Regions from separate parts of the Capra hircus genome. Here region 2 is linked to region 1. The links are chromatin contacts, called in public Hi-C maps. All regions are on one chromosome and are shown on one strand. The core of a region is the stretch at or near the end of the contact, and the rest is flanking DNA. Distances in the headings are between cores, read along the strand shown. Region 1 holds the start of FANCE (Fanconi anemia group E protein). Region 2 holds the start of DEF6 (differentially expressed in FDCP 6 homolog).

The links. Hi-C and Micro-C count contacts between places; a contact is called where the count stands out from the background.
Region 2: a Hi-C map of blood shows a contact between it and region 1, with 2.8 times the contacts expected there. The contact joins the promoter of DEF6 here to the promoter of FANCE in region 1. A contact is called at or near these places in 2 of 5 Hi-C or Micro-C datasets (both in blood).

What each region holds. Positions count from the first base shown.
Region 1 is chr23:39,300,312-39,306,320 of ARS1.2, reverse strand. FANCE (Fanconi anemia group E protein) reads left to right here and starts at 3,878. Exons shown (of 10, transcript XM_005696467.3): 1 at 3,878-4,330; 2 at 5,570-6,009. The coding sequence starts at 4,080.
Region 2 is chr23:39,438,047-39,444,055 of ARS1.2, reverse strand. It overlaps DEF6 (differentially expressed in FDCP 6 homolog), which reads left to right and starts at 2,276. Exons shown (of 11, transcript XM_018038778.1): 1 at 2,276-3,998. The coding sequence starts at 3,903. ZNF76 (zinc finger protein 76) reads left to right here. Exons shown (of 13, transcript XM_018038781.1): 12 at 682-795; 13 at 1,331-2,197. The coding sequence ends at 1,435.

The DNA.
Region 1 (6,009 bases), core at 2,629-5,128:
ATATTTTTAGGCTCCAAAATCACTGCAGATGGTGACTGCAGCCATGAAATTCAAAGATGCTTACTCCTTGGAAGGAAAGTTATGACCAACCTAGATAGAATATTGAAAAGCAGAGACATTACTTTGCCAACAAAGGTCCGTCTAGTCAAGGCTATGGTTTTTCCAGTAGTCATGTATGGATGTGAGAGTTGGACTGTGAAGAAAGCTGAGCACCGAAGAATTGATGCATTTGAACTGCGGTGTTGGAGAAGACTCTTGAGAGTCCCTTGGACTGCAAGGAGATCCAACCAGTCCATCCTAAAGGAGATCAGTCGTGGGTGTTCATTAGAAGGACTGATGCTGAAGCTGAAGCTCCAATACTTTGGCCACCTCATGCGAAGAGTTGACTCACTGGAAAAGACCCAGATACTGGGAGGGATTTGGGGCAGGAGGACTACAGAGGATGAGATGGCTGGATGGCATCACCAACTCGATGGACGTGAGTCTGAGTGAACTCCGGGAGTTGGTGATGGACAGGGAGGTCTGGTGTGCTGTGATTCAGGGGGTTGCAAAGAGTCGGACACGACTGAGCAACTGAACGGAACTGACCACTTAAGACACTTTACTGCCATCTGCTGGGAAGTAACTGTCATTAACATCTACACTTGACTATGATGCTAGCTGTTGAGTCGCTCAGTCCAGTCACTAAGTCGTGTCTGATTCTTTGCGACCCCGTGGACTGCAGCAAGCCAGTCTTCCCTGTCCTTCACCATCTCCTGTGCTTTGCTCAAGCTCACGTCCATTGAGTCGAGGATGCCATCCAACCCCTCATCCTCTGTTGCCTGCTTCTCCTCCTGCCTGTAATCTTTCCCAGCATCAGGGTATTTTCCAATGAGTTGGCTCTTCGCATCAGATGGCTGGAGTATTGGAGCTTCAGCTTCAGCATGAGTCCTTCCAATGAATATTCAGGGTTGATTTCCTTTAGGATGATGCCAGAGGTGCCAGGATGGATGTGGAGTCCTTGTGCTGTGTACAGCCTACCCAAGCTTACATGCTGGCCCTTGTTCCTGGGGCAACTGGGCTTGAAGGTGATGGTCTTCTCTCCTTCTGCCCTCTCATAGCCAGATTCAATGCCGGTTCTTCGTGCGGGGGAATGGCCGCTGCCCTTTCAAATCTGACTGTATTTACCTGCCCCAGCTCCCAGATGAGGCCCCGAGTTTTGATCCTCTCTGGCCTGAGAGTATGCAGCTGGCCTCTGTGAGTGAGGTGGTAATAGCGGGGATATGGAGGTTGGGAAGGCTGCTAGTTATGCTTTATAATAAATGTCTGTGAATTGTAAAACCTACATATGCTGTCTATGACATGGATGGTGCCTGTGTGGATGTGGTACTTTTGTGCTATGGATAACCTCCCCAACCTATGTGTCGGCCTTGATTCTCTGGTACCAGGCACAACTAGAACTGAAGCTGATGGGTTTTCTCTTATTTCCTTTTCTACTCCCAGATGGTGGGCAGACCAGTGTTCCTAGGGGGCACCGAGCCAGAAGAGGAAGTGCTCTTCATGGACTGTGCCCTGGGCATGACTTTCTGGGGTTCAGAACTCCTCCTGGACCCCAATAGTTCTTACCACTGCCTGCCATAACCACGATCAACGTGTGGGGGATGGGGCTGAGGGGCAGGGGTTGCCAGGTGGTAGGTATTTCCCCTTTGGGGGCTTGGTAAGGGACGAAAGTAGCAAGCCCTCTACCCTCATGGACTGCAGCAGTGACCCAGCTGGGGGACGTAGCGAGGGGGTAGGGTTCTCAATGTCTCGGCAGGGACTTGGTTTTTAACTTTGTTCTTTTGTAAAAGGATTCTGAAGGAAACCATTAAAATGTACCTAAAGCATCACTGCTGGTGTCTGAAGAGTCTGCTTATACCCCAGGCGTGCCCCCATCCCAACCAAGGGGTTGCTTCTGCACTTAACCTGTTGTGTAGTATCACTTGTGACTTGGCTTTTGCAAAACTTCACTTTATACCCATAAGAGAATGAGACAAGAAAGGGCAAATAACAACATAAGTACTACAAAGAAGAGTGATGTCAGGGATCCCCTGAAAGGATCTTGAGTATTCCTTCAGGGATCTTGAACCACACTTTTAGAGAACACTTTTTAAGAACTTTTCTCCTTCATCTCCTTCCCATCGGCTAGAATGCAGACCTTGAAGGGCATGAGCTAGAGCCACTACAAAGGAAAGCTTTGTTTGTTGAGGGTGGGCAAGGCATTGAAGGTTGTTTAGCATTCTTGGCCCTGCCCACTACTTATCTGGGCCTCTCTTAACTCCTTGCCCCCAACATCATTAGAAGACCAAAAACATCTCCTATTAAGTTAGAACTGATAGCCTGAGAGAGAGGTTCCTGGAAGAAATTTCTTTCCTACTATTTTGGGCTTTGCAAAGCAGGCACTATCTAAGAAATCCTCCTTACTCCTCTCCAGTGTTGTTCAGTCGCTTCAGTCGTGTCCAACTCTTTGTGATCCCATGCATTGTAGCTCTCCAGGCTCCTCTGTCTATGGGATTTCCCAGGCACGAATACTGGAGTGGGTTGCCATTTCCTCCTCCAGTGGATATTGCCTGACACTTGGCAGGTGGATTCTTTACCACTGAGTCACCTGGGAACTCCAGTCCTATCCAATAGCTCCCTTGAAATCATTTTGGAAAAAGTTATAAAACTGACTCTAATGGTAATCAGATCCAGCTCAAAATATGCCTATGGCTTCCCATACTATTCAGAGTAAAAGACAAGTTTCCCTCTGGGACCTCACGGCCTCACAAAATCTGGTCTGGTTATCTTTCCAATCTCATCTATTTTTCTCCAGCAGGGGCACTCAGCTCCAGCCAGGCTTCTGCTCAAAGCCTAACCATAACCTTCTTCCCAGAATGGTCTCCCCATAGACCTCTACCTGGCTTACTTCCTTATCTCCTTTAGGTTCAGCTTGCCTGACCACCTATTTAAAACTACCTCACTCTATCTCTGTTCCCTCCTATCACAAACAGTCATTCTATTGTTTACTTATTCAGTTGTCTGTTTCCTCCCTTGAGCATCAGCAACAATAAGGGCAAGCATCTTTATTTTGTTCCCTGTATCCTTAGCCCTAGGTGATCAGTAGAAGGCTTATTGATCAAATGGATGTATGCATGGCAGCAGAAGCTGGGAAGACAGAAATACAAGCTGGCACCCGAAGGAGGCTTTATGGGGGTCCTGTGGGGTCTTCTCCCCTCTGCCTTTATTTCCATCCTCTGCTGTGATCCCTCCCTTCGCGGGAAGATTTGGTTCCTCCAGATTTCCCTAAGCTGAAACACTGGGAAATGGAGGCTCTCTTGGTCCTTTATAAACAACCAGAGCAAGGCTACTTCTTGATTTGAGAGGAAGGTTACAGTAGCAAGGTTCTTTGCTGTAACAGATAACATTAGATTTTACTGAAACTCCCATTCTCTGGTGTACTTATACATCAAATATTTCTGGAGATGGCTGAAACTCAAATGATGGCAGCTGATGGCCTGTGGAAGAGGTGACCTTACGGTGTTTTATGATCAAATCTATGCCAAAGCCCAAGATCTGCAAGCAACATAGGCGTCAGTTTAAATAGGCTTGGGTCCAGAAGTATTGAATACAACCAACCCTGATATCCGTTCTGTACCTCCGCCCTCATCGCTTACCTGAAGGAAGGTAAGGACCCGCTCCTCCATCAAGCCCTGTCCCACCCAATCTCTTGCATGACCCCGCCCACAAGCCTATTTCTTCGTAGCCCCGCCCCAACTCTGGCCCCGCCCCATCAGCAGACCGGCAGTCGGCCTTTGCCCCCTCCCCTGCTCGGTTCCTGCTTCCGGCCCGGCCTATCCCAGTCCCGCCCCTTCCGGCTTTCCCCGGCGCCCCGCCCCTAGCCGCACCTCCAGCTTCTCTTCTTTGCCGAGCGCCCGAGTCCCGCGCCCTAGCCGGGCGTCTCCCGGCGCTGAGTATGGAACTTGGCTGGAGCGGCGCTGTCCTCAGCCTCCCTTTCCCCAGGCCCCGGAGCTGAGGCCCGAAGCCGGATCGCGGGGCGGCGCGACTCCCCGATCCCGGGCATGGAGGCCTTGGAGGCTGAGCCCGCTCGGGTTGAGGACGCAGAGCCGGCGGCGCCCTGGGCTCGGCTGGAGGCCCCCGGCCGCCTCCTGCTGCAGGCGCTGCAGGCCGGGCCCGACGGGGCGCGGCGCGGTCTGGGGGTGCTGCGGACACTGAGCGGCCGCGGCGGGGAGCCGTTTGCCTGGGGCGGCGTCCTCGAGGCGCTGTGCCGGGAGGAGCCCGTCGTGGAGGGCCCGGACTGTCGCCTGGAGCTGTAAGTCGTCCGCCCGCGTTCCTCCGGCCCTGTTGGTGCCCTCATCCTCTAGGGTCGTGTGAAGCAGGAGCTGGCGCTACCCGCTGCTCTAGATGTGTTTTTAACCCCCACACACAAATAAATAAAAGGTTTCTTTCCTGCCTCACGTAGCCCAAGTGTCTGTGTGTGAAGAGGTGCGGAAGCGTGAAGGGTGGTTACCCTGTGAGTTGCAGGGACTGCCGAGGGGAGCACAGGGCTGCAGACTAAGCATTACTCGGCGTCCTGGAGTATCATTTTTACATAAAATTTCAGAAAGGACTTTTTTTTTCTTGTTTACATAAAACAGGTATGGATCTATTACAGGGTTCAGTTCAGTCACAGTTGGTCCAACTCTTTGCGACCCCATGGTCTGCATCATGCCAGGCCTCCCTGTCCATCACCAACTCCCAGAGTTTACTCAAACTCATGTCCATTGAGTTGGTGATGCCATCCAACCATCTCATCCTCTGTCATCCCCTTCTCCTCCTGCCCTCAATCTCTCCCAGCATCAGTCTTTTCAAATGAGTCAGCTCTTCACATCAGGTGGCCAAAGTATTGGAGTTTCAGCTTCAGCATCAGTCCTTCCAATGAATATTCAGGACTGATTTCCTTTAGGATGGACTGGTTGGATCTACCTGTAGTCCAAGGAACTCTCAAGAGTCTTCTCCAACACCACAGTTGAAAAGCATCAAATCTTCTGCCCTCAGCTTTCTTTATAGTCCAGCTCTCACATCCATGTATGACTACTGGAAAAACCATAGCTTTGACTAGACAGACTTTTGCTGGCAAAGTAATGTCTCTGCTTTTTAATATGCTGTCTAGGTTGGTCATAGCTTTTCTTCCAAGGAGCAAGTATCTTAATTTCATGGCTGCAATCACCATCTGCAGTGATTTTGGAGCCCAAGAAAATAAAGTCTGTCACTGTTTCCATTGTTTCCCCATCTGTTTGCCATGAAGTGATGGATTACAGGGTAGGTTCCAATTTTTGAGCTGAAATAGGAGATGTCAAAGAGCAGGGCCTAGTGTAGTGTAGAATAGATGCTCGCTTGTTGAGTGATTTCCATGTTGTCTCCACTTCCATCCACACTGACCCTCAGGTGCTGCCTTCCAGCGCTCCCCACCCACTTCTGTCCAGCGCCATGTAGCCTCTAACTCTAGCTAGCCTGCTCTGTGCTCCTTTCAGCGAGATGCTCCTAATGGTACCCTCCCTCTGCCACCTAGGAAACCACTGCTGCTGCGATTGCCCCCATTATGCCGGACAAACCTGATGTCCCTGCTCATGGCTGTTTGGCCATCGCTGCCCGAAAGCAGGCTCCTCCCTGTGCTGCAGATTGCGAGGCAGGATCCAAGCCCTGACCTTGATCCCTGGCTCCGGGCCCTTGGAGAATTTCTGCAAAGGGATCTGAGTGCTGGTGTTTCCACTGATGGAGCATCCCCACTGTCTGAAAGGTGCCAGAGACAGCTTCAAGGCCTGTGTAGGCGGCTGGGCCAAGGGGGCAGGAAGTTGAAGTTGCCCCCAGTTCCAGATTCTGAAGGAGAAGGGCAGGAGAACAAGGACTCCCAGCAGCCTGGGAAACGCAGGAAGGAGCCAGAGGAAGAGCCTGTCAGTCCTGAGGGGGAGAGGGCCCCCAAAAGGCTCCGGTGTTTGGAAAAGGAAGAAG
Region 2 (6,009 bases), core at 1,027-3,526, 140 kb before region 1:
TTAAAGAAACATACAGCCCCCACTTAGGGCCTCCCTGGTAGTCAGTCAGTAAAAGAATCCGCCTGCAATGCAGGAGCTGCTGCTACCGCTAAGTCACTTCAGTCGTGTCCGACTCTGTGTGACCCCACAGATGGCAGCCCACCAGGCTCCCCTGTGCCTGGGATTCTCCAGGCAAGAACACTGGAGTGGGTTGCCATTTCCTTCTCCAGTGCATGAGAGTGAAAAGTGAAAGTGAAGTCGCTCAGTCGTGTCCGACTCTTAGTGACCCCATGGACTGCAGCCTACCAGGCTCCTCCATCCATGGGACTTTCCAGGCAATAGTATTGGGGTGGTGTGCCAACCCAGGTTCAGTTCCTGGGTTGGGAAGAAAGATTCCCCTGGAGAAGGAAATAGTAACCCACTCCAGTGTTCTTGCCTGGAAAATTCCATGGAAGGAAAAGCCTAGTGGGTTATATAGTGCATGGGGTCTCTAGTCGGACACAACATAGTGACTAAACCACCACTGCCACAACCCCCATTTAGCTCTGAGCCCCAAGCTAGCTCATTAATCAGACTCAATGATTTTATTCATTTCCTTCTAAGTTGTTCCCAGATACCTTGCTTGAAGGGATTTTTTTGGATTGGGGATTGGGAAAATAATGTAGGTAGGTTGGAAAACCTCATTCTTAATATATATTTCAGGTCACAATCATCACCTCTGGGACTGTGGTGGCTGAGGACTCAAGTGTAGCATCCCTTCATCATCAACAGGTGGCACTGCTGGCCACAGCCAACGGAACTCACATTGCGGTGCAGGTGAGGAGACTGGTGGCTGCAGAAAGAAGCACGAAGGGCAGGGAACTCCGTGGAGGACTAGAAGAGGACAGCATTTGGGTCTGAAGGTGCCCACTTCAGACGACAGATCCCTTTCTGCCTGCATCCACACACCTGTCTCAGGCCCAGCCTCTTCCTTCACTGACGCAGGGTGGGGAGCCCCTTTTGACCTTCACGGTAAATTTCATGGCAGTCTGCCTTGCAGTCTCAACCCTTCATTTTTTGTGTCTCTGTTCCTTCATCTGGAAGATAACGGGGCTGAAGTAGATGATTATTCCAGCCCGCCATTCCCCTTCCATCAGCAAGCTGCTCTGTCTGACCCTGGACCGTTCCATGGCTCCTCACCATGCCTAGCCTAATAGGGTTCTATCAGTGAACTTCCTGTTTCCTGGGGCCCTACCGAGTGCTCAGGTGTGTGTGACACTGGGTGGGCGGAGGACATTCAAGAAAGTAGACCACATACCCTACCACTGGGCCCTGGGAGGGAGGGTCTCACTCTCTCCTTCCTTCTCCACAGCTGGAGGCGCAGCAGACCTTAGAGGAGGCTATCAGCGTGGCCACCGCTGCCATGCAGCAGGGGGCGGCGACCCTGGAGACCGCAGAGTCGGAGAGCGGCTGCTGAGCCCGAGGGCTGCGTCCCACACCACACTGAAGGAGGTGCCGGGCTGCACAGGCATCCTTGCCTCCAAGGGCCCAGACCGTGGCTGACATGCAGGTGGCCACAAAGGTCTCTGGGGCAAGAAGGCAGCAAGAAAACGGCTTGAAGGGCACAGGAGCCCTGCCCCTAAGGAGGGCCAGGCAGCTGGAGTCAGGGAGTGCATCATCCTCAGGAGCTAAGGAGGACGAGCTTGATCAGCAGGCTGCACTGGGGTGTCCTCCCCCCAGAATCAGCTGAGCACCCTCTCTCCTCTCTGGAAAACACCCATCCTGCCCTTGGTCCATCCCCCTTCTCAGGTGGCGATTGGGGCTGCTCTTGGGACTGGTCCTCTACTCCCAACTGGTCATTGCCCACTCTGGGAGCAATCAGACAGCTCTTGCGCCCAGTAGGGGCAGAGCGGGCCCAGCCCTGCCCCTCCCAGCAATAAACACCTCCCCGGAGGCCAGTCGAGGTGTCTGGCCCCTTGGCAGCAGGGACTTTCTGCCACCACAGTCAGAGTCGCTCAGGGGCCCATGGCTGGAGATAGGTGCCCAGCCCCACGCCCACCCCAGCTGCTCCCCAGCCTCTCTGCAGCTGTGGCAGAGAGGCCAGGAAAGACCTTGTACATACTGGGGATTGGGTGTAATTTGTTTTATTTTTTTTAATTCCATTTTGATAATTTCTTTTCCTGCTCTGGATGGTGGTGGCAAATGGGTGAATGAGTATTTAATAAAAGTTCCAAGTTTCCACCTGGGTCTTTCCTCCCTCCTTTCAGCTTTGGGCCCTGGTGCCAGGGGCACAGACCTCACGCAGCCTCAGTGTCGGACTGTAGGGCCTGCCCTCCCAGGAGTGCCGGGGAAGGAAGCCCTAATGTGAGAAGCCCCAGGGAGTGGCCGGTGGCTTCCTGCCTGCAGCTGAGCAGGTGGGCTCCAGGCAGCCAAACAAGGCCAGTGTGACCACTGCTTCCAGGCTCTGGTTGGATCTCAAGCCTCAAGATGAGTAGGGTGGAGGAACTCTGTTTTTTTCTACTTTGCTTTGTGATACGTCATCACAGCCCCTCCAGACCCAACCACTTCTCTACACATAGCACACAGTCCACTGCTCCAAGTGAGCAAAGCCCCACGGACTGGGGGTACCCTTGCCAAGGCACCCAAAATCTCTGATGGCTCTGCTGCCCTGGTGCTGAAGTGCCAGCTTCGATACCCAGCTCTGGGGGTACCCACCTAGGTGTCTGGGACCATGCTGTGGAAGTCCGAAGACACAGTTGGAGTTTCCTGAAAAGTATGTGGTAGGACCAGACCAGCCCTGGTGGGAAGGGTGGAATGCAGGAAAGGCAGGTGATGGAGAGAACGCGTGGCTTTGACCCCTCCTGCTTGGGAGCATCACAGGCATTGCAGGTGGAGGTGTCTCTTTTCCTCTCTTCTCCGCTGTCACAGATGTGCCCCCCTCTCCAACACAGGCATCCTAGGAGATGCCTAGCAAACTCTCCTTTGCACTTGCTCCTTGGAAGGACAGATGCTGGGGCATGCCCCCGAGTAGGGGTGCTTCAGTTACCTTCAACATCCAAGGCCACTGTTGGTGGCAGGAGTATGCGCCAGCCCTCACAGGTACTGAGTCTAAAGAGACAGAAGCACTGAAGTGGAGGGTCCTGGGCCCCCACCCTCCTGCTCCCAGCGCCCTGGAAGCTGGGCCCCACCACGGGGCTCACCCCATGAGCTTCAGAGTCTCTGGGTCAGAGCCACTGGGCCCCAGAGGGGACAGTCCTCTGGGTGCCTTGTTAAGAGCCAAGGCCAGGGGATAAGGAAGCGGCCAATCACATGCCAAGTCCTCCCAACCTAGAGAGGCACCCTGGCCCAGTTCCTCCTCCAAGTTCGTATTGGTGGTGGTGGGAAGGGCCCCGCCACCACAGTAGTGTTAGACGGCCTTAAAAGAAATGCTTTACCCAGAGCCTAACCCAGCTTTACACCCATCCTCGGACCTCTTTACAGTCTATGAGGTGAGCATTTCTCCTGCTTTACCAATGAGAAGCTGCTTGAAGAGGTTACGTTGTTCATCCAGAGCCTCCCACCTGGTAAGTGTGGGATCGGACAGGACCTGCCCCTTGCTGTCTGGCTCCAAAGTCAGGACGGGCTCGCTTTTCCTTCAGCAAGCTGCCTCTGGGGGCCCAGGAGGCTCCGGGGCTGAGGAGGCTCCCAAAGGGCCTCAGGCCCAGGGAACTAGGTTGAACAGAGCTGGGGCCATAGCTTCCCAGGGCTTGGTCCCCAGTCCCAAGCAGGGAGCGGGGCCGCTGAGCAACAGTCTGGGTCCTGCCAGCGTGGGAGCCCACGAGAGCAGGCAGGTGGAGCTCTTGATCCGTGCCGCAGGCCCTGCTGCGGTCTCTGCTGCCGTTTGCATTTCCTGAAACCGGATCTTGGTGTCAGAGCCGCCCCTGGGCCGGGCGGGCGCCTCAGCCATGGCCCTGCGCAAGGAGCTGCTTAAGTCCATCTGGTACGCGTTCACCGCGCTGGACGTGGAGAAGAGCGGCAAGGTCTCCAAGTCCCAGCTCAAGGTGAGGGGCACCTGGGGCACAGGGGAGGCTGGCAGATGCGCCTCAGCAGCCCCTGCTTCCTGGGAGCTAGGCGTGAACCCTGTGCTCCTCCAGGGGCACCACAGCTAGCCAGGGGCCCCGGAAGGGTGGGGGGCCGGTGCTGGGTAACTGGGGTGATGCGGCCCGGTAGAGGCTGCTGCCCACCATCCAGAGGCCCCAGTGAGGTGTGTGCAGGGCCATGGTCCAGAGCCCCGACCCAAACTCTCAGGAGAGCAGAGGCGGCATCATGGGGTTCTGAGGGCCACGAGCCAAGCTACATCCCAGATTCCATGTGATGAGCACACGTCTCCCCGGAGTCAAGCTTGGGCATGCACCTTACTCCCTCCTGCTGCTTCCTCCTGGCTTTGAAGAGAGACAGTTGGCTAGTACTTGTCAGTCACTTCCTCCCGGAGCTGAGAGAGAGGGTTTAAGAACCTCTCACGGCCCCAAGGGCTCAGTCGCCCTTGGCAGGAGAGCATCTACTCTGTACCCTGCCTCCTAGGCGGGACAGAACTGGGAAGGGGCAAGGACTGAAGACCCCAACATACTGCCATTCACCAACCCCCTCATGCCCACCAGGTTGGGAAACTTACCTTAGGCCTTGAAACTTCTAGCAGGGAAGGGGTAGAATCTGAGTCCAGGAAGAGCCCCATCAGTGATTGCCCTGAAGTTCATTGCTTGGTCCTAGATAATTCCTGGGAGACCAAAAAGCTTCTGTCCTGCACTCCTGGGTTAGTGCTGCCTTCACCCTCGTTAGTGGGCAAGAAGCAAGGCCCCAGGCCACTGGAGCCGGGGGACACAGGGACAGGATGAGGGAGGCCTCAGCCCTCTGGGGTCTGCCTTAGGGGCTCATTCATTCACTCGACAAATATTATTGAGCACCAGGTATGCGCCTGGCATGAGGCTAAGCCACAGACTCTTGTATCTTCTCCTGCCGCCCTCCCCTCCCCCCGCAAAGGAGGAGTATAGTCTCAAGGAAACCTCCATTCTGAATGACTGAGCAGGTGCCTGGAAACCCGAGAAACGAATGGGACATGATAGGCATTGTTTCCCCTCCCTCTACTTTGCTGAACTTGGACATGATAAACTTGGATATCCCAAACTGGTCCTATCCCATAATCGGCCCCTTAGCCAGACTTGTCAGCATCTAGTAAACGATTCTTGGCTCTCCCAGGAAGGAGAGTCCACAACCACCTTTGATCATCTGAGAGAATCTCCCAAGAGGCAGATTCTTCCTCACATTTACTTAAATCCTCTTATTGCAGGTTATGTAGTCTAGTGAGCTCTGCAGGGCAGACAGAGGAAAAGCAGATCATCCAAAACCCATCCTTGCAGAAACTCCATGTCCTATATCCGCCTCCCATGTTGCCCCTTTAATATCTTCCAGGAACAATCCCAACCTCCATAGTTTGTTGTCTCCATTTTCCACCACTCCTTTAGCTGTGGCCCCTGTGACACCTCCAGGGTCTCTCTTTCCCTCACAAATGGAAGGTACTGCATTTAGATTTCCTGAGCCCACCAGGCAGTAAGCCTCTTAGTTGGAGCGTCTGTCTTGGCCTCTACCTGGGCAGATGCCTGTTCCCCCACCCCCACCCATCGAGTATTTACAAGGAAGACTGCATGGGGAGGATGCATAATCGAACCATCCATCCACTGTCTTTGTACCACATCACAGCTCACAAGGAGCCCACTGCCAGCAGCTTCTGCGGTCACACAGGATTAGTGGTAGATTTCAACCCATCAACAGAAAACGTGTCTATTCTGGGAACTCAAGTAGCAGTGGGAGTCTCAGGCCCGGCGGCAGGTGGACCAGCAACTGTAGGGCCCCTGTCATAGGAGAGAAAGATGAGGAAGGCAGTTCTCCCACCAGCCCATGATACTAGAGCCTGGGATGGGAGGAAGTAGTGATAGTTCTGGGGGTGGGGATGCCGGAAAGGCAGAAGAGCAATAGAGAAGTGGTCAAAAGACAGAGGAAGAAGCAGATGAGAGATAG